Regions from separate parts of the Sus scrofa genome. Here region 2 is linked to region 1. The links are chromatin contacts, called in public Hi-C maps. All regions are on one chromosome and are shown on one strand. Each heading gives the region's core, a stretch centred on a gene start, on an enhancer-like site or on the middle of the called end of the contact. The rest is flanking DNA. Distances are from core to core; before and after follow the strand shown. Region 1 has its middle 59 kb from the start of PRDX6. Region 2 overlaps LOC100624136 (sodium/hydrogen exchanger 11).

Region 1 (5,275 bases), core at 1,687-4,186:
TAGGTTGTTTCCATGTCTTGGCTATTGTGAATAGTGCTGCAATGAACTTAAAGGTGCATGTATCTTTTTCCAAGGAAAGTGCTCAAGAGTGGGATTGCTGGGTCATATGGTAGTTCTATGTTTAGTTTTCTGAGGTACCTTCATACTGTTTTCCATAGTGGTTGTACCAATTTACATTCCCACCAACAGTGTAGGAGGGTGCTCTTTTCTCCTTACCCTCTCCAGCATTTGTTTTTTGTTGAGAAGTCTTCCTTTTCAAATTTGCCTCCCATGGAAAGATTCCCAGCTTTTCTAGCTCTTGTATGTCCTCACCTGGAGGCCCTTGTATACAAGGAAGCTAACATTTTTCTGAGCAACCACCCTTGAGTGTATGTTTTTATACATTACCTTACCTTATATTTCTCATATAGCCTTTTCTACTGTGAGGGTTAGAGGTGCTCAAAGGTTAGGTTATGTCCCCAGGTCACCTGCAAGTAAGCATTTGGCCAGGATCTAAACTCAACTCCAAACTTCACCAAATGTCAAAATCTGGATATGGTCCCGAATGCTCTTTGTATGCCAGGCATCCTGAGGCCATGGCATACTCTCAGTGGAGGACAGCAAACAAGGTAATGCATGTGAAAGCAATCTGTCAACTGTGAGTACTTTATTCAGAAAGCGAGCATTGGCAAAAAGAATTTTTTAGCAGCCAATTTTCCCCCTGGGGAGAAAGCTCAGCTGAAGTTGGTTCACTCAAGATAGATGAATTGGCCCTTTGTAGCTAAGGGCCGATAATGTCACAAGAAGACAGTGTTTCTCTTTGCTGGTCAGAGGCCCCAGCAGGGCCCAGAGCAAGGCTTCTCTTCCATTGCATTTGTAACAATCCCTGCCTCAGGATGCTGAAAGCACCCTCCATTACCCAGCATCTTACTCAAGAAGGAAGGTAAAGACCTTTAAGAACCTCAACCTGGAAGGCACCACGGTATTTCTGAATTTCAAACCTAATTTGAAGGTTGCTATTTAAGGAACTCAACATTTTCTTAAAAAAAAAAAAAAAAAAAAAAGACTGAATTGGAAGATATTCAGAATATAATAAAAGTATTCTCTAAAGAAAGTTCAAAACAACTATTTTAATTCATCCACTTTGTCTGTAAATAAGAAATATTCATTTGACTATATATATATGTAAAATATGCTCTTTAGCTCTTAGCTCTTCAAGTGGGGAAAACTTAAAAATAATTACTGGCTAAATAGCATTTTAAGAAATCTTATTAAGATGAATGGCAAGATTTCAAACATCCCTTTAGGGCTGGTATGTGCATTATAAATGGATTCTTCATTTTGCAAAAGATTTCAAAGTAGGTCTAAGCTTGCCTGTCAATTATCCTTACCCCAGCTGAGCTTTGAGAATCTGAGAAGGTAGGACTTTGTGGGCTCTTTGGGCTCTAGGGAAAGAGTTTCTTGTCTGGAGAATTTTTTTTAGGATTAAATACACTGCCTGAGTTACCTCTGACCGAAGTGACAGAATACATAAATGTTGAGATTGCATATGTTGTAAAATTATTCATAGAGTATGATATCGGTTCCTGCTGCGAACACTTCCATCAGCTCTTTATTGTAACTATGGAGTCCTATTTACTCTGCGTCCACTTTTTAAAAGAATCCCTTAGGGAATGTGAGTGCCAGGTTAATTGTTCTCATAACAAGCAACGTAAGGAAGGCAGCGAAACCCCTGTTCTGTCCTCTTCCCCGTGATACTTTCCCCTCTCATTGCGAAGTGTTTTCTTTGGCATTCTCTCTCCTAACTCCTTAGGCCATCACATGTTTGTTTTCACAACTGTGCTCTTTCAAAACATCTGCTCTTGACACAGGCAAAGTGGAAAACTTTTAAAAAGTTATTTACATTAAACATAAAAATGTAAAAAAGATTGGTGACTGGCAGAAGTATGCTAAGAAAGCAGTTGTGAATCCTGCACCCTCAGTAAAAAAGAGATATATTTGTATACAATAGATAGATATCCAGCTGGGTAAATGAAGACCATTCAGATTGGCCGGCTGTCCTTTTTCAATGCTACCTGAGTAGTGAGTTCTCTGGAGACCTTCTGTTTTCTTTGACCCCAGGTTCCTTTGAATAGCAAGCTCAGCAACCCTTCTTTATTGAGGTATGATTGATAGGCAAAAAACTACAGTGATCCTTCAACAACTCAGGGGTTGAGACACTGACCCCCTGGGAAGCTGAAAATCCCAGGGGATAACTTGTAGTTGGCCCTCCGTATCGGTGGTTCTTCTGAATCCTTGGTTTCTTCTTATCTGTAACTCTGTGTTGGTGGATTCACTCAGCCACTGATGGTGTGGTACTGATCATGTGGTACTGTAGTGTATGTTATTGAAAAAAATCTGCATACAAGGGGACCTGGGCAGTTCAAACCTGTGTTCAAGGGTCAAGTGTTTATTTATTTTTTGTTTTTTCTTTTCAGGGCTGCACGCGCAGCATGTGGAAGTTCCAGGCTAGGGCTCGAGCCAGAGCTGCAGATGTCGGCCTATGGCCTATTACCACATCTCACAGCAATGCTGGATCCCCGACTCACTGATGAGGCCAGGGATCACACCTGCATCCTCATGGATACTAGTCAGATTCGTTTCCGCTGCGCCACAACAACAATTCCCAAGGGTCAAGTGTTTTTAATGAACACAACTTAATGAGTTTGGAGGTAACTGTACACCTGTGAAACCATTACCATATGTGCCATAAACATACCCATTGCCTCCCAAAAGTTTCCTCCCACCCTACTTAGTTATGTAATATGTTTGCTTATTTTTGTAATAAGAACACGTGACATCAAATCTACCTTTTTAGCAAGTTTTTAAGTATATCATGCAGTGTTATCACCTCTCTGCTGTGCAGCGGTTGTGCTCTATGGGAGTAGATCCCTAGCCGGAGAGCAGGAGGGGTGGGTGGAGTGAGCTCAGGTGTGACTCAACGGCTGTGGGCAAGGCCCTCCACACCTGTCTTGAGGACTATGATAAAGGTTAAAAATAAAATTGTAGCACTTGAGTGGGCCTGTGTGAGTAGTTATTTTAGGTATAGGATTTATTTGACAAAGCAGCAGCTGACAGCCTCAGCCCAGCACCTCCCTGAAACTTCTTGCTAAGATGGGGAGCCCTGCGTCTGTGCTGGTGAGGTCACTTTGCAGTTGTGGTGATTCTAAAAGGAAACTCTCTGATTAGGACTGAAGGATGTTGCTAACACTCCACAAAACATTTATTTATGCTTGCTTAAAAACAAAGCCTGCTAAATCCTCCTCCTCCCTCCTCAAACATTTGCAGAGTGCCCACCAAGTGCTGCACAGTGCTCGGTGGTGGGGGTTTAAAGGTGGATGAGCCAGGAGGTCTTTTTCCCCACAGGAGGTGGAGGTGGCGGCCCAGCTTGTGCTTAAGCACTGGGTTTCAGCCTTTTGAGTACGGATTCCTCCTTCCAAGAGCCACAGAAAACTAGGGGAATCTAGTAAACAACAGCACCCCTCCCAGCTTCTCTCTCTTTACAAGTGAATGCCGCACATTCTAAACTGGGATATTTTCTGTTCGGCACCTGACAAATGGTGAGTGAACTCTGCATATGTTTTCTTTCTTTCTTTTTTTTTTTTTTTTTGTCTTTTTGCCATTTCTTGGGCCGCTCCCGGGGCATATGGATGTTCCCAGGCTAGGCATCGAATCGGAGCTGTAGCCGCCAGCCTATGCCAGAGCCACAGCAACATGGGGTCCAAGCCGCGTCTGCAACCTACACCACAGCTCAGGGCAACGGTGCATCCTCAACACACTGAGAAAGGGCAGGGATCGAACCCGCCACCTCATGGTTCCTAGTCGGATTCGTTAACCACTGCGGCATGACGGGAACTCCATGTTTTCTTTTTGATTTTGCTTAGGCGCACATTTCTGAGCATGGCAAATGTGACAGATCATTTGGAGAGATGAGGGCGTATAGGAAAGGGAGAGGGACCATTCTCTCTCTGAAAAATAGACATTTTAAAATAGAAACATTTTCGTAATCTTTTTAAACTGTTTTAATATGGAAAATTTTGAGCATATAAATGTAGAAAGAATAGCATCATAAACTCCCATGTGCCCTTCACCAACTTCAACAATGATCAACTCATGGCCTAATCTGGTTTCACACACAGCCCCTCTCCTGTATTATTTTGAAGGAAATTTGATACATTGTTTCATCTGTAAACATTTCAACATGTAGTTCTAATAGATACAGACTCCTTTAAAAAAAAGTTACCTTGACACAAATAATTCACCTGAGTTAGCAATAATTCTTTCATGCCATAATCGTCTAGCTAATATTTAGAGTTGTCTCATAAATGCGTGTGTGCATTTTTTATAATAAATTTGAATTAGGATCCAAATTATGTCTATGTATTCCACTTGGTTATTTTGTCTCTTATCCCGTAGATTCCCCTGTTCCATATCCCTTTGTCTTTTATTACTCTTACAATCTGTTGAAAAACATAACTTTTTCCAATAGATTTCTCTAATTGGATCCATGGGGTGCTATTTAACAGGATCCTGAACCTTCTCTTTCCTGTAAATTAATACATTAATAGTTTGATCTAGAGGTTTGGTCAGAATCAGATTCAATTTTTTCCTTAATCTTGACACTATTGAAATTTTGGACTGGACAATTCTTTGTTATGGGGGGGCTTTCCTATGCATTGTAGAATGTTGAATAGCATCCTGGTCTCTAGTTGACAGTAATATCCAGTCGTGACAGTAATATCCAGTAACATCCTGCAGTTGTGACAAAAACATTTCCAAACTTTCCCCATATTCCCTAGAGAGGGCAAGGCATTCTCATTCTTACTGAGAACTACTGTAGACCAACCACCCATCAATTGTGCTTAAAAGTTATCTGCCCACAACCTTTCATTGCTCACGTGCTAATGAGGACTAGCCCATTCCCTACATCTGTTTTATTGGTTGCCTATAGCTGCTATGAAAAGTTACTACAAAAGAAGTGGCTTAAAACAATAAAAATGTATTATCTTATAGTTCCAAAGGCCAGAAATCTGAACTGGGTTTTGCTAGCATGAATGTCAGCAGAGCTGTATTCCTTCTGGAGCATTGAGGACTGAATCTTCTCCCTTGCTTTGTCCAGCTTCTAGAGGCTGCCTTCATTCATTGGCTCATGTCCCTTCCTCCATCTTCAAAGCTAGCAGGCTGTTAGCATCTTCCAACTTCTCTCTCTCACTGATTGTCTTTTATCCTTTTTGTAGGAGCCCTTGAGATTATACTG
Region 2 (5,275 bases), core at 750-3,249, 110 kb before region 1:
TCACAACCTTTCATTTTACTGACTCTCGTTTGAGTTGTTGGAATCTTTTCTGAGTGTATTTGACAGCTCCTAATCATTTTAACTTATTTTTAACTTTGTCTCTATTTTTTTTTAAACCTAGTCTGATACTGTTCAGTTTGCCCACACTTCATATGATAAAAAAGCAAAGGAGGAGTGCCCAACCGATGAGGTTTTAATAGAAGAAGCCAGATTGCATATAGCTATAATACAAATGGTTGGTACCCCTCATATAATCTGCTTTAAAAAAAAAATTTTTTTTTGCATATGCTTTTCAAGTGACTAGAATTTTTTTTCACCTTTGATTGGTTGTTAACATTTATGTTTGGTGTATGGAAATTAAGAAATAAAAAATAAACCTCTTAGGCTTTAAATTCAAGTCACAAATCTTCTTGTTCTAAGTCTAGCAGATTTACGTTTACTTTTGAGGATTCTTTGAATAATGTTTGGTGCCACTTACATACTTAGTTAATTAAACAGCTTCAAAGATTTAAAACTGCCTTTATAAATTTAATGTATTTGAGTTCCTTTTATACAAAATTCTCTGAAGTGCTTGTTTAACTCTTGTAAATCCAAGAAGTTAAAATAAATCTATTGAATCAAAATTCTCTTAAAATATTTAAAATGTAATATTTAAATGCTGTAAAACACAGAAAGAGTACTAGGTAAAATCACCTTATCCAATTGCACACTTAAAATTGGGGTTTTAGTATAATAGTTCATATGTCATTCAGTTTTACAAACATATAAAAGACTCACTATGCCCAGAGTCTTTCTTTTTTGCTTAGATTTTAAAACTTATTATTGTGAGGAATTTCTGACATATACAAATGTAAATACAGTAGTATAATGAATCCTCAGGTACCCATCACCCAGCCTTAAAAACCATTCACACTTGACCAACCCTGCCCCATCTCTGCCTTCGTTCACTCACCCATCTTCCATATTATCTTGAAACAAATCCCATATATCATATCTTTTCATCTGTTACTATTTCAATATGTCTTTCTAAATTTTCAAGTCTCTTAGAAAACATAGTAAAATACTCATATTGCACCTAAAAATTAATAATTCCTTAAAAAACCACATATTGGGTCAATGATCAAATTTCCAGTTATCTCAAAAATGTGATCAATTTATATTTCAAAATTGGATTTCAATAAAATTCACATATTGCAATTAAGGAATATGTACTCTAAGTCTCTTTTAATCCATAAATTCCTTCTCTTTTATTTTTTCTGTGGAAGAACATATTTCTTAATACAAAAATATTAACACTATATTTTAATTTTTAAAAACATTTCTATGCTTAATTTAAAACATTCTCAGAATTTGAAAGGCTCTTGCCCAAAGACATAAAGTATGATCATGAATTCTTTGTAGAATCTCCTATTAAGAGGTGGTGTCTGTATTCCTCCCCACCATTGAAATCAGTCTATTTTCATGACTTGTTTTGACCAAAAAAAAAAAAAAAAAAAAAAAAAAAGTAACGAAATGACTTTGGGACTGTACTTGAGGCCATATTTTACTGGCAGAACTCTAGATTTGGTTTTTACTCCTCAAACTTTGGTCACCTGGAGAGATGGCAGATGAGAAATTGCTTTGGTTTTCAACTTGGCAAATCATGGTCTCTTTATAGTTTCTGTAATTTCTGCTTGCAGATTGAACTGCTGCCCTTCAGTTTATCATTATCATCCCATACTTTATTGTATGCAGCTGAAAAAGTTGACACTTTACTATTTCTAGACTATGAGAAATCCAGAAGTCTCCTTAGCCAGGTACATAAATTTATTAGGTACATCTTCCACCTTCCATGTTCACTTAGGTGACAGTATTGCCAGTTGTGAGCCTTCTTTGTAGCATATCTGCCTTGCTCTAGTCTACTGCATCAGTTTCTCACTGCTCTTCCAGCTTCCACTAACAATCTCCTTTTTGCCCTTCTAGCCTCTGCTCACCACCTGGCCCCAAAGCTAATGACGCATGTTTTAGCTTTTTGTTATGTAAGCTCTCAGTGCTGACTTCTGTTTTGGTTAGCCTTTGGAGTATTGCAAAATTTATTGGCAGAAAACAATAGTTTGGTATTTCTCATAGTTCTGTGGTTTGGCAATCTGGATGATTTTGTGGTTGGTCTTGCCATGTGTCTGCTGCCATCATAGTTCAACTGGAGGTGGAGGGTCTAGCATGTCCTCATTCATAGAGTTGGCAATTGACTCTGGTTGTCTTTTAGGACACTTTGGTTCTCTTCCATATGGCCTCCTATCTTCCAGTAGAGTGGATTGGGCTTCTTCACAGCAGGGTGGTCTCTGGGTTCCAACAGGGTGAAGGAAAAGCTGCAAGAACTCCTAGGCTCTGCAAGTTGAATAACATCACTTTTACCTCCATTCTATCAGTTAAAGTAAGTCACAAAGCTAGTCCAGATTCAATTAGTGAAGGATTGGAGGAGCAGCAGTGTTAGCTCCAAAGAGGCATGGGCACAGACATGTTGCATTGGGACCATTGTTATAATGACCTGCCACATGTACTTTTTAAACCATCAATCTGGAAGTTCCCTTGTGGCACAGTGGGTTAAGGATCCAGTGTTGCCGCAGTCGAGGCATAGGTCACAACTGAGGCACAGGTTCAGTCCCTAGCCTGGGAATGTCCACATGGTTTCAGCCAAAAATAATAAAATAAAATAAAATAGTAAAATAAGATAAAATAAAACCGAAAATCCTATGTAGTGACCTACTCCATGTTACCTTTTTTTAAAAAATTGGAACTATATTTGATATATGGTATTGTGTTTGTTTCAGGTGTACAGCATAGATATTCAGGTTTTTTCAGATTATATTCCATTATGGGTTATTATAAGATAGTGGATATAAGTCTTTGTACTATATAGTAAACTCTTATCCTTTTGTGTGTGGTAGTTTATACATGTTAATTCCATACTCCTAATTTGTCCCTCTCAAATCCTTCTCCCCTTTGGTAACCATAAGTTTGTTTTCTATGTCTCTGAGTCTATTTCTATTTTATATAGATTTATTTGTGTTATTTTTAACATTCCATGTATTTGTTTTTCTCTGACTTATTTCAGTAAGCATAATATTCTCTAGATCCATCCATGTTGCTATAAATGGCAGTGTTTCACATTTTTTATGGCTGAGTAGTATTTCATTATATATATATATACACATACCACATCTTCATAAGCAAATTGTCTGTTGATGGGCACTTGGGTTGTTTCTGTGTGTTGGCTGTTGTAAACAGTGCTGCTATGAACATTGGGGTGCATGTATCTTTTCGAATTAGAATATATATTTTTTTAATTTACATGCAGAAGTGAGTAGAGTTACTAGATCATATGCTAGCTCTATTTTTAGTTTTTTAAGGAACCCGCATACTGTTTTCAATAGTGGCTGCACAAGTTTTCATTTCCACCAATAGTGTAAAAGGGTGCCCTTTTCTCCACATACTCTCCAGCATTTATTATTTGTAGACTTTTTGATGGTAGCCATTCTGACCTGTATGAGGTGATATCTCGTTGTAGCTTTAATTCGCATTTCTGTAATGATTAGTGATGTTGAAAACCTGAAGTAAACTCTTTGCATTGTATAGATTTTGAGTTTTCTGAAGCTAGAAATCTTTTTATCTTTTATAACATCCAGGAGAATACTTTGCAAAAATTGAATAGTCTGTAACTATTTAAATTTAATGAAGTTTATTTCCTGCTATAGAAGTTTTTGAAAATTATATTTTTATATATTGAGTTCAATAATAATACTAAAAGTGAGAGCTATGTAAAGGTCAAGCAGAGTACATTACTTTAATGCTTTGGTCCTTTGTAATTTTTATTTAAAATTATGTTTAGAGTAGCTTTGAAAAACAGTGTAACGATGGAGTCCTTGGTGTAGAGGCAGCCCGGACATTAATTGGTGCAATCAAAAGCTATTGCCACGTTCAAGGAAAGTAAGTGTAATACTTCTTTATTTGATATTTCCAAAATTGAATGGGAATGTGGTAATGAATGACCAAACTGAAAGTCAGGTGTACAGATTGGTCATTCCTTTTATCTCATCTATCTATCCATCCATCTACCCATTTATTTCCATTTTCACTTGTTTATACTTTTTTCTCTCAGATTTTTTTCTCAAAACTTCATAATTTTGATTATGAGGAGTTTTTGGAGGAAGATCTGACTATAGAGCAATTATATAAGAGACAAGGGGAGCCATAAAAAAACTCATATAGATTTAGTTGTGATTTCAATTATTTTGTCTTTATATCACGTTTACTAAATTACTGCATAGGGAAAGTGGGGAAGCCTGGAGCCTGCCATTAAACTGCCCTCTGGGTTGGAACAGGCTCTGGAGGAATTGACCCAACCTATGGGATTGATAGGTGTAATTAAATGTGCTGGGGAAAGCTCAGTATCTTGGAGATATGTTGCTATCTGGTTACAGTCCTGGGAAACATTAGATAATAGTTTAGGGCAACATTGGGGGACAACAATGATAGGATAGTTAACATTTCAGCAGCTTGGTAATACATCTGGGAGATACAGTATCAGTTCCTAAATAAACTTTGGGAAGGATAGGGACTTCAGGGCCATGGAGAATCTTGGGCTGGGCAATGCATGACAAAAGGAAGCTTGATTCTGAACCCCAAATAATTTGTCAGAAGAAATTTTGATTATATTTTACTTCAGGTCAGGAGTAGTTCCAGGAACATGGAAAGCAGGAGTCTCACACTGAAAATGACCATGTGGATGGATATAGAGGTGTATTTAATAAACCTACATTATATTTATATTTATATTTAGTGTAACTTTCTGATTTATATTACCCAAAGATATAGCACTTGCTTTTCATTATAACATGTACATATATTTTCTCTATTAGATTCGTGAGTATTTATGATGTTTCAACTTATGTAAGAGCTAGAAGTTGGCTTATGAAGTTTAAAAACCTGTTAACTTTTTTGGAATATCATAAAGATAACATATCTCCCTTTTTATATGAGTAAGTACTGTGAATCTTTAATAGCAATGTTCTTGAATATATGACCTTGTCTGCATTGTCAGAATAGATTAACTTGATTTTCCCAAAAAAAAAACCACAAGTAATATTATAGTCAACTCATATTGATTGAGTGAGGAAGGACCAGAGTGCTTGCTTGCTTATGTTTCTCCATTCTGTTGTAGCAATTTCATTGACACCTCTATTAGAGAGTGGGTAGAAAAAAGAAGAGAAAGGTGGTCATATTTAGATTCTTCAAG

The links. Hi-C and Micro-C count contacts between places; a contact is called where the count stands out from the background.
Region 2: a Hi-C map of liver shows a contact between it and region 1, with 6 times the contacts expected there. The contact joins two enhancer-like sites. A contact is called at or near these places in 4 of 47 Hi-C or Micro-C datasets (epiblast stem cells, liver and skeletal muscle).

What each region holds. Positions count from the first base shown.
Region 1 is chr9:115,795,667-115,800,941 of Sscrofa11.1, reverse strand. It overlaps a transcript of TNFSF4 not described here. Among named protein-coding and RNA genes, the nearest start is that of PRDX6, 59 kb to the left of the region's middle. Within about 2 kb of position 2,936, at least 8 of the 83 cell types and tissues checked have an H3K27ac peak or open chromatin away from gene starts, as enhancers often do. A contact at or near this core is called in liver, where this site is marked.
Region 2 is chr9:115,907,050-115,912,324 of Sscrofa11.1, reverse strand. LOC100624136 (sodium/hydrogen exchanger 11) reads left to right here. Exons shown (of 32, transcript XM_021063653.1): 17 at 122-235; 18 at 3,869-3,966; 19 at 4,899-5,018. Among named protein-coding and RNA genes, the nearest start is that of PRDX6, 52 kb to the right of the region's middle. Within about 2 kb of position 1,999, at least 1 of the 83 cell types and tissues checked has an H3K27ac peak or open chromatin away from gene starts, as enhancers often do. A contact at or near this core is called in liver, where this site is marked.